Regions from separate parts of the Sus scrofa genome. Here all the other regions are linked to region 2. Evidence: chromatin contacts called from public HiChIP or PLAC-seq data. All regions are on one chromosome and are shown on one strand. Each heading gives the region's core, a stretch centred on a gene start, on an enhancer-like site or on the middle of the called end of the contact. The rest is flanking DNA. Distances are from core to core; before and after follow the strand shown. Region 1 overlaps RCAN2 (calcipressin-2). Region 2 overlaps CYP39A1 (cytochrome P450, family 39, subfamily A, polypeptide 1). Region 3 overlaps RCAN2 (calcipressin-2).

Region 1 (4,012 bases), core at 144-2,643, 250 kb before region 2:
AAGAAAGATGTGATTTTCCTATGGTTATTATCTCAGAATAGCCTGGGAAATGCAAGGGCAGTTCCATGAGAAGAAACAGTTCCCAGATATTGCCTTCTGGAGCTCTAACTAGAAAGACAGAGCTTAGACTATACCTAAGGCATGTGCACGCTGAGGTCTATGGAATGACTGACCAACGGGGACCTGCTGTATAGCACAGGGAACTCTACCCATATTCTATGATAAGCTGTGTGGGAAAAGAATTTGAAAGAGAATGGATGTGTGGGAGTTCCCGTCATGGCTCAGCAGTAATGAACCCGACCAGTATCCATGAGGCTGAGGGTTCAATTTCTGGCCTTGCTCAATTGGTTAAGGATCTGGTGTTGCCCTGAGCTGTGGTGTAGGTCGCAGACATGGCTCAGATCCTGCACTGCTGTGGCTGTGGTGTAGGCTGCCAGCTGCAGCTCCAGTTCAACCCCTAGCCTGGGAAATTCCATATGCTGCAGGTGTGGTCCTAAAAAGACAAAAAAAAAAAAAAAAAAGAATGGATGTGTGTGTATATATAACTGAATCACGTTGCCTTACAGCAGAAATCATCACAGCATTGTAAATCAACCATATTTCAATAAAACTTTAAAAAAATGGTGCAGTGGGTTAAGTTTCCAACTGCAGAGGATCGGGTCACTGCAGAGGTACAGGTTCGATCCCAGGCCCAGCTCAGTGGGTTAAAGGATCCAGTGTGGCCACAGCTATGGCTTGGATTTGATCCCTAGCCAGAGTGGAATTTCCATATGCTGCAGGTGTGGCCATAAAAATAAAAAAATAAAACTTTAAAAATGGAAGAAAAAAGAATATACCCAAGGCAGAGTGGGGACCCATACCATCCAGCCTATTTTCCCTAATGCTTTTCCTTCCAGGTTGCAAACCCACGTTTCATAGGCTGGAGACCCCAGACTCTGTGTCCAGCCAGAGCTGGCAGCTAAATGAGAAGGCAAAACAGCATTCTCTCCTGAAGAATGGAGGGGCTGAAATACACTTCCCCCCACACCCCCATCACTGAATGCTCAGGGGGACACGCCACACAGTCACTAGTCTGCTCAAATGGAAGACCAGTGACTCCTCAAGCACTGGTTCAAAGACTTAATTAAGACCCTAGAGATCTCCTCAGGAGAACCGCTCAGAAATGACTTTAGCTTGGAAAACGTTCAGAGGCGAGCAGTGTCCCATCCTGGCAGTCAGGAAACTCCCATAATGCTCTCTTACGTGACTAAATCAGAGGAGCAGAATTCCCAGCGGAACCGGCAGGGTGAGTCAGCTGTGAAGTGTAGCCCCAAGTCAAAGAACAAGGGGCTGAGGGTACAGAGTTATTTGTTATTAACCAACTGAGGACCAACAGAGCCAAGGGCGCAGCTGTCTTTTTCTGGCAGAAATTACCTAATGGGGCAGAGTGCTCCTGAGGTCATTCCCAGTTTGTTCCATCCATACTATTCGGTCGGCTTAAATAAGGATCTTCCTTCTTGCTTTTTATAAAGCATTCACATTCACTTTTTCCTAAAATCCTATCAGTCCATTAATGTATGCGTTGTAAAGATGAGGCTATATCCTGACCAGCTTGGTGGGTGGAGGGGGGGTCAGGGAGGGAAAAATAGTAGAGGATACTTGTTCAGAGCATGAAATCTGGAGTCAGAAAGCTTTGGGTTCAACGCCCCCCATGTGACCACTTATTAATTATATGACTGTGGGTTACTCTACCTGCTCTATGTCTCAGTTTCCTCAGCTATTACAATAGAGATGTTAAGAGTGACCTCATAAACGTCCAGGATTAAAACAAGCCCCATATGGGTAATGCATGAGAATTCAGAAACCATCAGCTGCCGCTCTGATTGTTTGCCTTCTTACAGCATCTGTCACGTCACAGCAAGTCACAGCACCTGCACAGAGTAGACACTGACTAAACATGTGCTGATCGCTGAGTTAATTTCTCACAATGAAGCTGGTGGCCATTCATGGGCTGATACCCACAGTGCCAGTTTAGAAAGGCTGCAGTGTGCCTCCCAGATGCCGTGGGCTCCATGATTTGTTTATGAACCATCAAAACTGGTGATTTATATAAACGACGTCTTTGGAGGGAGTCAACACAAGAGAGGAAATGGAATGGGATAAAGGACTACTTAACAAACATCACTCAGCTTGGGCAGCTGGAACTACCAGCTGATGAATACCTGGCCCAAGGCCTAAGCCACTCAAAACAACAACAGCAGGTGCTATTATTACCAGATGTTATTGCTCCTGGAGCTTGAAAACTGGTCTTCTGGGAGTGATCCCATCCAGACAGACATGCAGGCTTTACAGGCGAATCCGTAACCGGAGATCTATGGAAATCCCCTATGTCTTGGGACGTAGGGACGTCATGATGATCCAATGAGTCCTGCCATCTTTATTCATAAAGTGGGAGACATTTAAAAGAGCCGCCATGTTCGGTTGTGCCGGCTGTACACTGCACAAGCCTCAGGGCACCCGTCACTCACTCGGTCCAGGATACCCCTGGGGTCTGGAGGGTACAAGTCAAGCTGCAGCAGCCCTGCTAAAGAGGGCTCAACACGGGCCTCTGAAACCTTGTCCCCCACTAAAGATACTGAACCCAGAACAGAAGTTTCTTAAGAACAAAATTGGTATATATCGCAGGGGGGCGGATTTAGCACACTGATTGGCTTATAGTGTTAACTGAGTGGAGTGGCATTCTTTTTGGAAGACTAGAGACATAATATTTGGAGTCTATCTAGAAGGTTCTGCAACTAAAGTGCTCACGGAATCAAACTGGTCAGAAGAGTGGCCTGCCATACAAAAGAGGCCGCCCAGAGTACAATGGCCAAACAGAGACTAAGTAAGCTTTATACGTTTAATACATTTAATCAATCCAAGTAGTTCTGGCCCTGGTAAAGGAGAGGACATGGGTCTAGAAAATAGAAGGCAAGTGAATGAGAATTCTGGACCTGAAAGAAAAATGCGTTGAAAAGGGCAGAGGGAGTTGGCTGATCTTACAGTACATGGACCCTGCCAGGCCAGAAACAGGTAACCCGGAGGCTCTTTGCCACCAGAAGGGCAGGATGACTGCCTTCAGGCAGGGCTCTCTCTGGACCCAAGATACCAATCTCTGAAACTGATGAACTCTTCTGGTTCTGGAGAGCACTGTTGGGAAAGGGGGGGCTTCTGGGGAGAGAGGGAGAGAGGGGCACAGCTAGGGGACTGCACCTAATCAGCTCGGTGGCAGCAATCGTCAATGATTTTGGGAATGGGATACAAAATGGGAAGCTCCAGATAAATGAATTGTGAGGGTTCAAACACATTTTTGTTCTGTAACTCATTTTCAGCTTGAGCAATTTCATGCGAATCCAGTTACGTGAGAGAGTTTCCTGATGAATATGCTTTTTTATGATTTTATTACAGCTCTAAGAAGTATTTGCATTTAAGTGAAATGATGTTTGGGGGAATCTGAATAATTGTCTCATGATTTCAGCCTGCCTCATTATTAAATAAAAATACAGGGCTCTGTTCCCCTTCTTTCTTACCCAAATCTGTAGCCTCAACAGCATCTCATTCCCAGGTGAAAAAAAACCCAAAGAAAGCTTCAGGAGAAGGTGGGGAGGGTGGGCCCAGGCAAGAATGCCTGATGGTGTCCTGATAAAGGCAACTAAGCTTCAGGAAACACCCATTTCAGATCACCATGACCTTGGGATTTGCCCAGGTAGCTGGGAGAAGGACGACTCAAGCCTTTTCCTTACAGTTCAGCAGGCAGCAGCTTGTCTGCAGCTGAAGGAGAGAAGCTTTTGAAAAATCTTCCCAAAAGATGTCTCAAAGGGTATCTATTGAGTTCAAGCGCATGGACGATTGTGGCTATCTAAAAATGGCATTTTTGCAACATCAAAAGCAAAGAGCGCCACCCATTTCGTCAGGTTCGCACAAATGGACAGTCCCTTCTCTGAAATCTTCAGCACTGGTTGTGTTTTGGATTTCAGGGTTTTTCAGATGCTAA
Region 2 (3,556 bases), core at 890-3,389:
ATACTGCAGGTGCAGCAAAAAAAAAAAAAAAAAAAAAAAAAAAGTTTTAATTTATATAGCACTGGGAACTATATCTAGTCACTTATGATGGAGCATGATAATATGAGAAAAAAGAATGTATGTGTATGTGAAACTGGGTCACCATGCTGTACAGTAAAAAATTGACAGAACACTGTAAACCAGCTATAATGGAAAAAATTAAAATTATTAAGTACAAAAAATAAAATAAAAAATGAAAAAATAAAAATAAAATTTTCTCTGAGCACCACATTTGGGAAAAGAATGAACTGCCCCCCAAAGTAGCAATTGGCAAGGGGTCAGGTCCATGGTGAGAGCTGGGAAAAAAGGAGAAGAACCACCTGGCTCCTTGACCTTCAGAGGCAGCCGCCACAGTGTCTCTCCACTGTGTCTTGGAGAGGTGAGAACGGAGGAGAGAAGGGCGGACAGCTCTGCCTGCTGTGTCAGAAAAGAGGACCTGAGTGTGTGCTTCGGTTTCCTTTATTCCTCTGTTCAGAACAAGATTTCACAGAGACGGATGGGGTCTCTGTAACAGGCCAGCCACGGGAAACACAAACTTGTGTAGGACATACCTTCTGTCCAAAGAACGTTCAGATCTGCTGGGGATGTGAGATACACACAGGAGGAAAAGGAGCTACATGTATAGGCAACAGATGGTACAGACAATAAATGCTGTGGGAATAGAGGGTGGGATGGTCATTAGGGAAAGTGCTTAGTAAGAGCATCAGAGAAACAGATTAACAAGGTAAAGTGCTGGAGTTCCCGTCGTGGCTCAGGGGTTAACGAATCTGACTAGGTACCATGAGATTGCGGGTTCAATCCCTGGCCTTGCTCAGTGGGTTAAGGATCCGGCGTCGCCGTGAGCTGTGGTGTGAACTGTGGTGTAGGTTGCAGACGCGGCTCGGGTCCTGCCTTGCTGTGGCTCTGGTACAGGCCAGCGGCTACAGCTCTGATTCGACCCCTAGCCTGGGAACCTCCATAAGCCGCGGGAGCGGCCCAAGAAAATGGCAAAAAGACAAAAAAAAAAAAAAAAAAAAAAAAGTAAAGTGTTTTGTAGATGGGCTCATTTGTGCCATGTTTTAGATTCCATGTTTAAGTGATATCACATGGTATTTGTCTTTCTCTTTCTGACTGACTTCCCTTAGTAAGAGAACAGACTTGTGGTAGCCAAGGGAAAGGGGGTAAGAAGTGAGATAGACGGGGAGTTTGGGGTTAGTAGATACAAACTGTTACATTTAGAATGAATAAGCAGTGGGTTCCTACTGTACAGCACAGGGAACTATATTCAGTCTCTTGGGATAGAACATGATGGAAGATACTATGAGAAAAGAATGTATATATACATATATATGGCTGGGTCACTTTGCTCTATAGTAGAAACTGGCACAACACCATAAATCGACTATACTTTAATTAAAAAATAATTTTAAAAGGTAAAACATCAGCTTGGAGATCCATTTTGGAAAAAATCTTCTTAAAGGCAGTCAGGAATTTCTTGGAACTTGGAGATGATTTTCTCATAGCAATAATTTCATAAATTGTGGTTGATATCTTGGGCCAGTCCACCAAAGTTCACCTAGATTTTGGTCACATAATAGAGCCTCCTGGCGCCCTGTGCCAAGCCCATCTGAAGCCTGACCTGTGAGTCCCCTGGGCCCTGAGTCAGCACAGAGTGAAAAAGAAGATGATCTGGGTACCAGGAAAGGACAGGCCCGCCACCTACATCTCTGGCAGGGCTTTTGATGGCCTTCCTGGCCTTGACGGGAGATCATAAAAGCCAGGACAGCAGGGGCCACTCCTACCCTTGGGCATTGGAGAGGTCAAGTTTTGGAAGCCAAGGTGGTTCATTATGAGTGGACCATTGAAGTAATGACTGATTGAAGCCTTGGTGTTACTTTGCATAAGGAAAGAAAGCTAACATTTATTGAGCACCTATGTTGTGTCACGGACTGTTAGCCACTTTCCACTTCTTCAAAATACAATGCTCACAACATCCTATGAGGTAAGTAGCATTAATCCTGTTCTATTGATAAGGACACTGAGGCTCACAGTTAAACAATCAGCCCATTGTCACCCAGTGCCGGGATCTGGCTTTGGACCTGACTCTAAAGCCATTCCGGGGTCTCTGCCCAAACACCAGCTGCCTCTTGGAAGGGAAAACAAGAGCCTGCAGGATGGAACTTTTGCTCATCATCAGACAATTCCTTTCTGAAATTAATGACTGAAATTCTTTCAGACCAGAGCCAGGAACAAATTCCAGAGACCTGACTTCCTCTGGGCCAGATCAATGGGGCTTTGTGTCCCTTTCTTCCAGGGGATCTTTCTAAAGATATCTTGAAAATTAATCCTGTGACAGAAGTGGCTGTTCTGTTGTTGCTTTGGGAGGGTTTTTGTCTGTTTGTTTGTCTGATATTTGTTTTTTTAAATTTTTCTAAAGCTTAATCAGTTTCCAAGAAAAGTGTATAAGGAAAAATCAGAGAATAATATTAGAGGTACATAAAGAAGGGGAAAATATTAGACTATGTTTACTTCCCCAGGCCAAAGGAAATACGTATTTTAGTGGCTGACATAATATTTGAGCAGAGAGGCCAGAATTTCTATTTCTGCTCTACTCAATTAGTTTATAATGGGGTAAAGGAAACTGGAACATAATACTTAGAAAGTCTTCCACAACATTCATAAAGAAGAAGGAAACATAAATAAGACGTAACATATTTTACTTCGATTTTTTTAGGAGAAAAAAGAAAAATGAGCACATTTATCATTAGAGACGGGTTGAATGTTCTTGTGTAATAGAAAACAAATACATAAAAAAGGTTACCCTTTGATTTCTCAAATAATCTAAGTACAGCTTAAGCTAATATGAAATCCCTCTGACACAGAAACTGGTGTGCACTGAACATAAAGTGCCAAACAGATTGCAGGACTTTAGTTAATAACAGCTATGAAAAGAAACAATTCAAAAAACTCTGCTCCCCTTAGCAGTATTTTGGGTTCTAGCCTCACCACCTCTATTCATAGGGCAGTTTATAGAACCACGACACCAAATAATGCAAACAGGAATGATGCCCAGAAGGAGAGAAGGTACAGGGGAAAACAAAGAACTCATGGTCACTGAGTAGCAGTTGGGTTTATCTTGTTGAGTCCTCACAACAATCTTAAACTGACAGAACACTGTAAATCAACTCTACTTTAATAAACAAATTTTTAAAAACCTTATAGAGAAATGAAGGTTACTGTGTGTTTGTTTGTTTATCTTTTCAGGGCTGCACCCACAGCATATGGATGTTCCCAGGCTAGGGGTTGAATCAGAGCTATAGCTGCCGGCCTATGCCAGAGCCACAGCAATGTGGGATTCGAGTCGTGCCTGTGGCCTACACCACAGCTCACAGCAACGTTGGATCCTTAACCCACTGAGCAAGGCCAGGAATCGAACCTGAGTCCTCATGGATGCTAGTCAGGTTCGTTGACCACTGAGCCACGATGGGAACTCCAAGGTTACCATTCATTAAATACACAAGTTCAGGACCATTCCAGG
Region 3 (3,632 bases), core at 150-2,649, 190 kb before region 2:
GCAGGTTTGAGCTCTGCGACATTAAATGCAGAACCGGAGCTCCTCCTTTGGTACAGCGGGTTAAGGATCTAGCATCATGGCAGCTGTGACAAAGGGTGCAGCTGGACTCAGATTCGATCCCCAGCCTGGGAACTTCCATATATGGCCAAAACAAGAAAAAAAAATTGGAGTACCCACTGTGGCTCAGCAGGTTAAGAACCTGACTAGTATCCATGAGGATGTGGAGTCGATCCCTGGCCTCTCTCAGTGGGTTAAGGATCTGGAATTGCCACGAGCTTCAGTGTAGGTCACAGAGGCAGCTTGGATCGGGTGTTGCTGTGGCTGTGGTGTGGTCCTCAGCTGAGGCTTGGATTCGACCCCTAGCCTGGGAGCTTCCATATGCCGGAGGTGTGGCCCTGAAAAGAAAAGAAAAAATAAAATAAAATATAATATAATATAATATAATAAAATCAAAGCAGACCCAAGCCTGTCAGAGTACCTATAGTTTCCTGGCTTGTGCTCGGAAGCCAGCCCACCACATGCACTGGTCCTTTTCAGCTGCCCTTAGACAGAGGTCATGTGACTGCCCTTCTGTCACATCCAGACACAAAAGGTACACTCTAATATTAAACAACCACCTCATTTTATTCCAAGCAGCTGCCTCCCTGGATGCTACAGTTAGAACAGCATTTGGCTCAGCTCATGAGCCGTTAGTGCTCTTACAGGCTTCCAAACGCCACAAAAAATAAATTGATCATATTTGGGCATATGCTCTGAACAGGCAATGGGAAAACCAGCCTCTGAATTGACCCACGAAGTTCCACTTCTGGGCTGGCTCCATCCGTTTTACTGCCCTGTCGTCAAGTTCCAATATGGTTTACGATTTATAGGCTCATTTAGTTTAAGAACCTATAACAACATTTATTTTGGCTTCTTTCAGTTGATCCTGCCTAGATGCCAACAGCAGCAGCCCCAAGCCCACCCCCTCCCGGGAGGTATCTCAAGCCACTTAATCCATAAAACACCAGGCATAGACACAGGTTTTGAAATGTTGAAAAACGGGTGAAGTCACTGATAAAGCTATTTGCAGACCAAACAGGCACTGACTAAAGATGACCAGGAGCCCTTTAGGAAGGAAAAGGTTTTTTTCCTTTGTTGTTCATGCCACCACTGTTTACAACAATAAGGATGTCTAACACAGGTTTGAACAAATTCAAGTGACAGCGCTGGATACCGTTTTCAAGTTGACCACAGAAAACCCACAAGGGCAAGAATGTTTGGGAGGTAAAATGCGAGCTCTGGAAAGGAAGAAAACATTCCATTCCCACTGTGGAGCGGCGACAGGATCTTTACTGAGGTGACTTTCTGTAGCGTCCAGACTACAAGGGCTATTCTTAGAACTACCAAAAAAAGCCGAGAGCTGCCTAAAAATAATGATGACTCAACACCTAGAGGCTTCGGTGATGTCATGTTGTCAAAGAACACCCTCTCTCCTCACAGGTTGCAGTTTTTAAAATAAGCAAAAGCTCACAGCTCCTCTTTGGAGGACGGCGAACCCTGTGCATGTGGGCGGAGCAAATGAAGACAGGTAGGTCACAGTGGAAATGTTCCACCGTGTGCCACCTGTCCCCGTGGCTGGGTCTGCTTGCCGCAAAGGAAAGCTCCGGCCAGGGTCAAAGTCTCCCCCTCTGCCACCCTCGCCCCTCAGTGGTCCTGTCCAAACAGGCCCCGTGAGACAGGACAGCCGTGCCAATTACACGAGAGGCGGGCCTGAAGCATCCTGTCCTCAAGTCCCCAAGCCAGCACTCCATGGCAACAGATGGGTCCAGGTAGAGATTCCTATCTAGGCTCGGGGTAGGGCTCGAAACCGAACACAGAAGTACATCCCAGAGATTCCAGAACCTTCGTTTTCCCCTCTGACGGGACCCATTCCCTCCGCCCCTACCGGCTGCTGCATCCACCCCAGTCTCTCGCTACTCCAACTTGTCCTCTAGTCATCAGACTCAGTCACCATTAAGCTCATGAGGTCATGGAGTTTCCATTGTGGCTCAGTGGTTAACGAATCCGACCAGGAACCATGAGGTTGTGGGTTCGATCCCTGGCCTTGCTCAGTGGGTTAAGGATCCGATGTTGCTGTGAGCTGTGGTGTAGGCCAGCGGCTACAGCTCCGATTCAACCCCTAGCCTGGGAACCTCCATATGCCATGGGAAGCAGCCCTAGAAAAGGCAAAAAAAAAAAAAAGCTCATGAGGTCGTGCATCTCGTTCAATCTGTGTATTCCCAGGGCCAAGAGTGGTACTTGGAGTGGAGCAGATAGCTGTTCAATAATGGTGAAATAATCAATGGACGGACTGAGCAGATTGATTCAAACAGTCTTCTTTCCCCTTGCAAGTATGTTCAAGAGTCACTGCCCTTCCCTGGGTATGTAGACTAGCTCTCTGAGGCTATCTTAGGATAGATCTTAAGGCTATCTCAGGATATAGTATCTCCTGAGGGTATGTTTATTAAAAAGGGAATTCTTGGGAGTTCCCATGTGCTCAGGGGGGTAAGAACCTGACTAGTATCCATGAGGATGCGGGTTCAATCCCTGGCTCCTCTCAGTGGGTTAAGGATCCGGCGTTGCCACAAGCTGTGGCATAGGTCTCAGATGTAGCTTGGATCTGCTGTTGCCATGGCTGTGGTGGAGGCCGGTAGCTACAGCTCTAATTTGACCCCTAGCCTGGAAACGTCCATATGCCACAGGTGCAGCCCTAAAAAGAAAATTAATTAACTAATGAAAGCTACAATTATAAAAAAAAAATAAAAAGAGAATTCTTGGTCAGCACATGGCCATTGGGTTTGTTGTCAGGCTTTCTTTGTGCAGCAAGGAACTGAACAAGGGACAGGGATTTGAGAGTTGAGGCTGGCTACGTTACACATAGGCCTAAAGAATCAACTCTGCTTCTTATTTAGTACATTAGGTAGGTCTCACAGGGGCAGCTGAATGCTTCTTCTTCTTCTTCTTTTTTTTTTTTTTTTTTTTTTTCAAAAAAGTGACCTTGTGGCAGCAATGCCTTCCTGGTGCATTTCTGGAATTCCCCAGCATCAGTTCCCAAGCTCCGCAAGAAAATCATTCCTATGATTCTGAAGCTATTTCTCATTCCAGTGTCTTGTGCATGTTCTTATTAAACAAAAATGGTTTGACTCGGGTTGGTTCACCTCCTGAATCACCGCGCATGGCTCTGAATGGCTTGCTCCCACAACCTCAAATCTACCCTAAACACAAAGGCTTTGCACTACTGGAAACACTGCAAAGAATGCGCTATCAATGATGCCAAAAAAGGAGCCCTTTGAAAGGGACCCTACTTGCTCAGACACGTGGACTCAGAGATGCTTGTTGAGAGTGGGGAGCCAACCCCACCGGAGCTGGGAGCTCAGGTGTTGACAGCAAGCAGGGCAAAGGCCTGCACAGGCGCTTTGTCTCCTCCTCTTTCTTTCTTTCTTTTTTTTTTTTTTTTTAGGGCCACACCCTCGGTATATGGAGGTTCCCAGGCTAGAGGTCAAATCAGAGCTACAGCTTCCGGCCTACGCCACAGCCACAGCAACGCCGGATCCTTAACCCACTGAGCGAGGCCAGGGATCAAACCCACAACCTCATGGTTCCTAGTCAGATTT

What was found. HiChIP or PLAC-seq counts read pairs in DNA pulled down with a chosen protein or histone mark.
Region 1: an H3K27ac HiChIP or PLAC-seq map of skeletal muscle shows a contact between it and region 2, with 9 times the contacts expected there. The contact joins two enhancer-like sites. A contact is called at or near these places in 1 of 47 Hi-C or Micro-C datasets (embryonic fibroblasts) and 1 of 2 datasets of contacts at active chromatin or transcription factors (skeletal muscle).
Region 3: a contact with region 2 is called in an H3K27ac HiChIP or PLAC-seq map of skeletal muscle, with 6 times the contacts expected there. The contact joins two enhancer-like sites. A contact is called at or near these places in 2 of 47 Hi-C or Micro-C datasets (embryonic fibroblasts and subcutaneous adipose tissue) and 1 of 2 datasets of contacts at active chromatin or transcription factors (skeletal muscle).

The regions. Positions count from the first base shown.
Region 1 is chr7:41,149,443-41,153,454 of Sscrofa11.1, forward strand. The region is part of intron 2 of RCAN2 (calcipressin-2); the gene reads right to left. Among named protein-coding and RNA genes, the nearest start is that of RCAN2, 130 kb to the right of the region's middle. Within about 2 kb of position 1,394, at least 4 of the 83 cell types and tissues checked have an H3K27ac peak or open chromatin away from gene starts, as enhancers often do. A contact at or near this core is called in skeletal muscle, where this site is marked.
Region 2 is chr7:41,394,517-41,398,072 of Sscrofa11.1, forward strand. All of the region lies in intron 6 of CYP39A1 (cytochrome P450, family 39, subfamily A, polypeptide 1), which reads right to left. Among named protein-coding and RNA genes, the nearest start is that of CYP39A1, 30 kb to the right of the region's middle. Within about 2 kb of position 2,140, at least 6 of the 83 cell types and tissues checked have an H3K27ac peak or open chromatin away from gene starts, as enhancers often do. A contact at or near this core is called in skeletal muscle, where this site is marked.
Region 3 is chr7:41,210,157-41,213,788 of Sscrofa11.1, forward strand. The region is part of intron 2 of RCAN2 (calcipressin-2); the gene reads right to left. Among named protein-coding and RNA genes, the nearest start is that of RCAN2, 71 kb to the right of the region's middle. Within about 2 kb of position 1,400, at least 9 of the 83 cell types and tissues checked have an H3K27ac peak or open chromatin away from gene starts, as enhancers often do. A contact at or near this core is called in skeletal muscle, where this site is marked.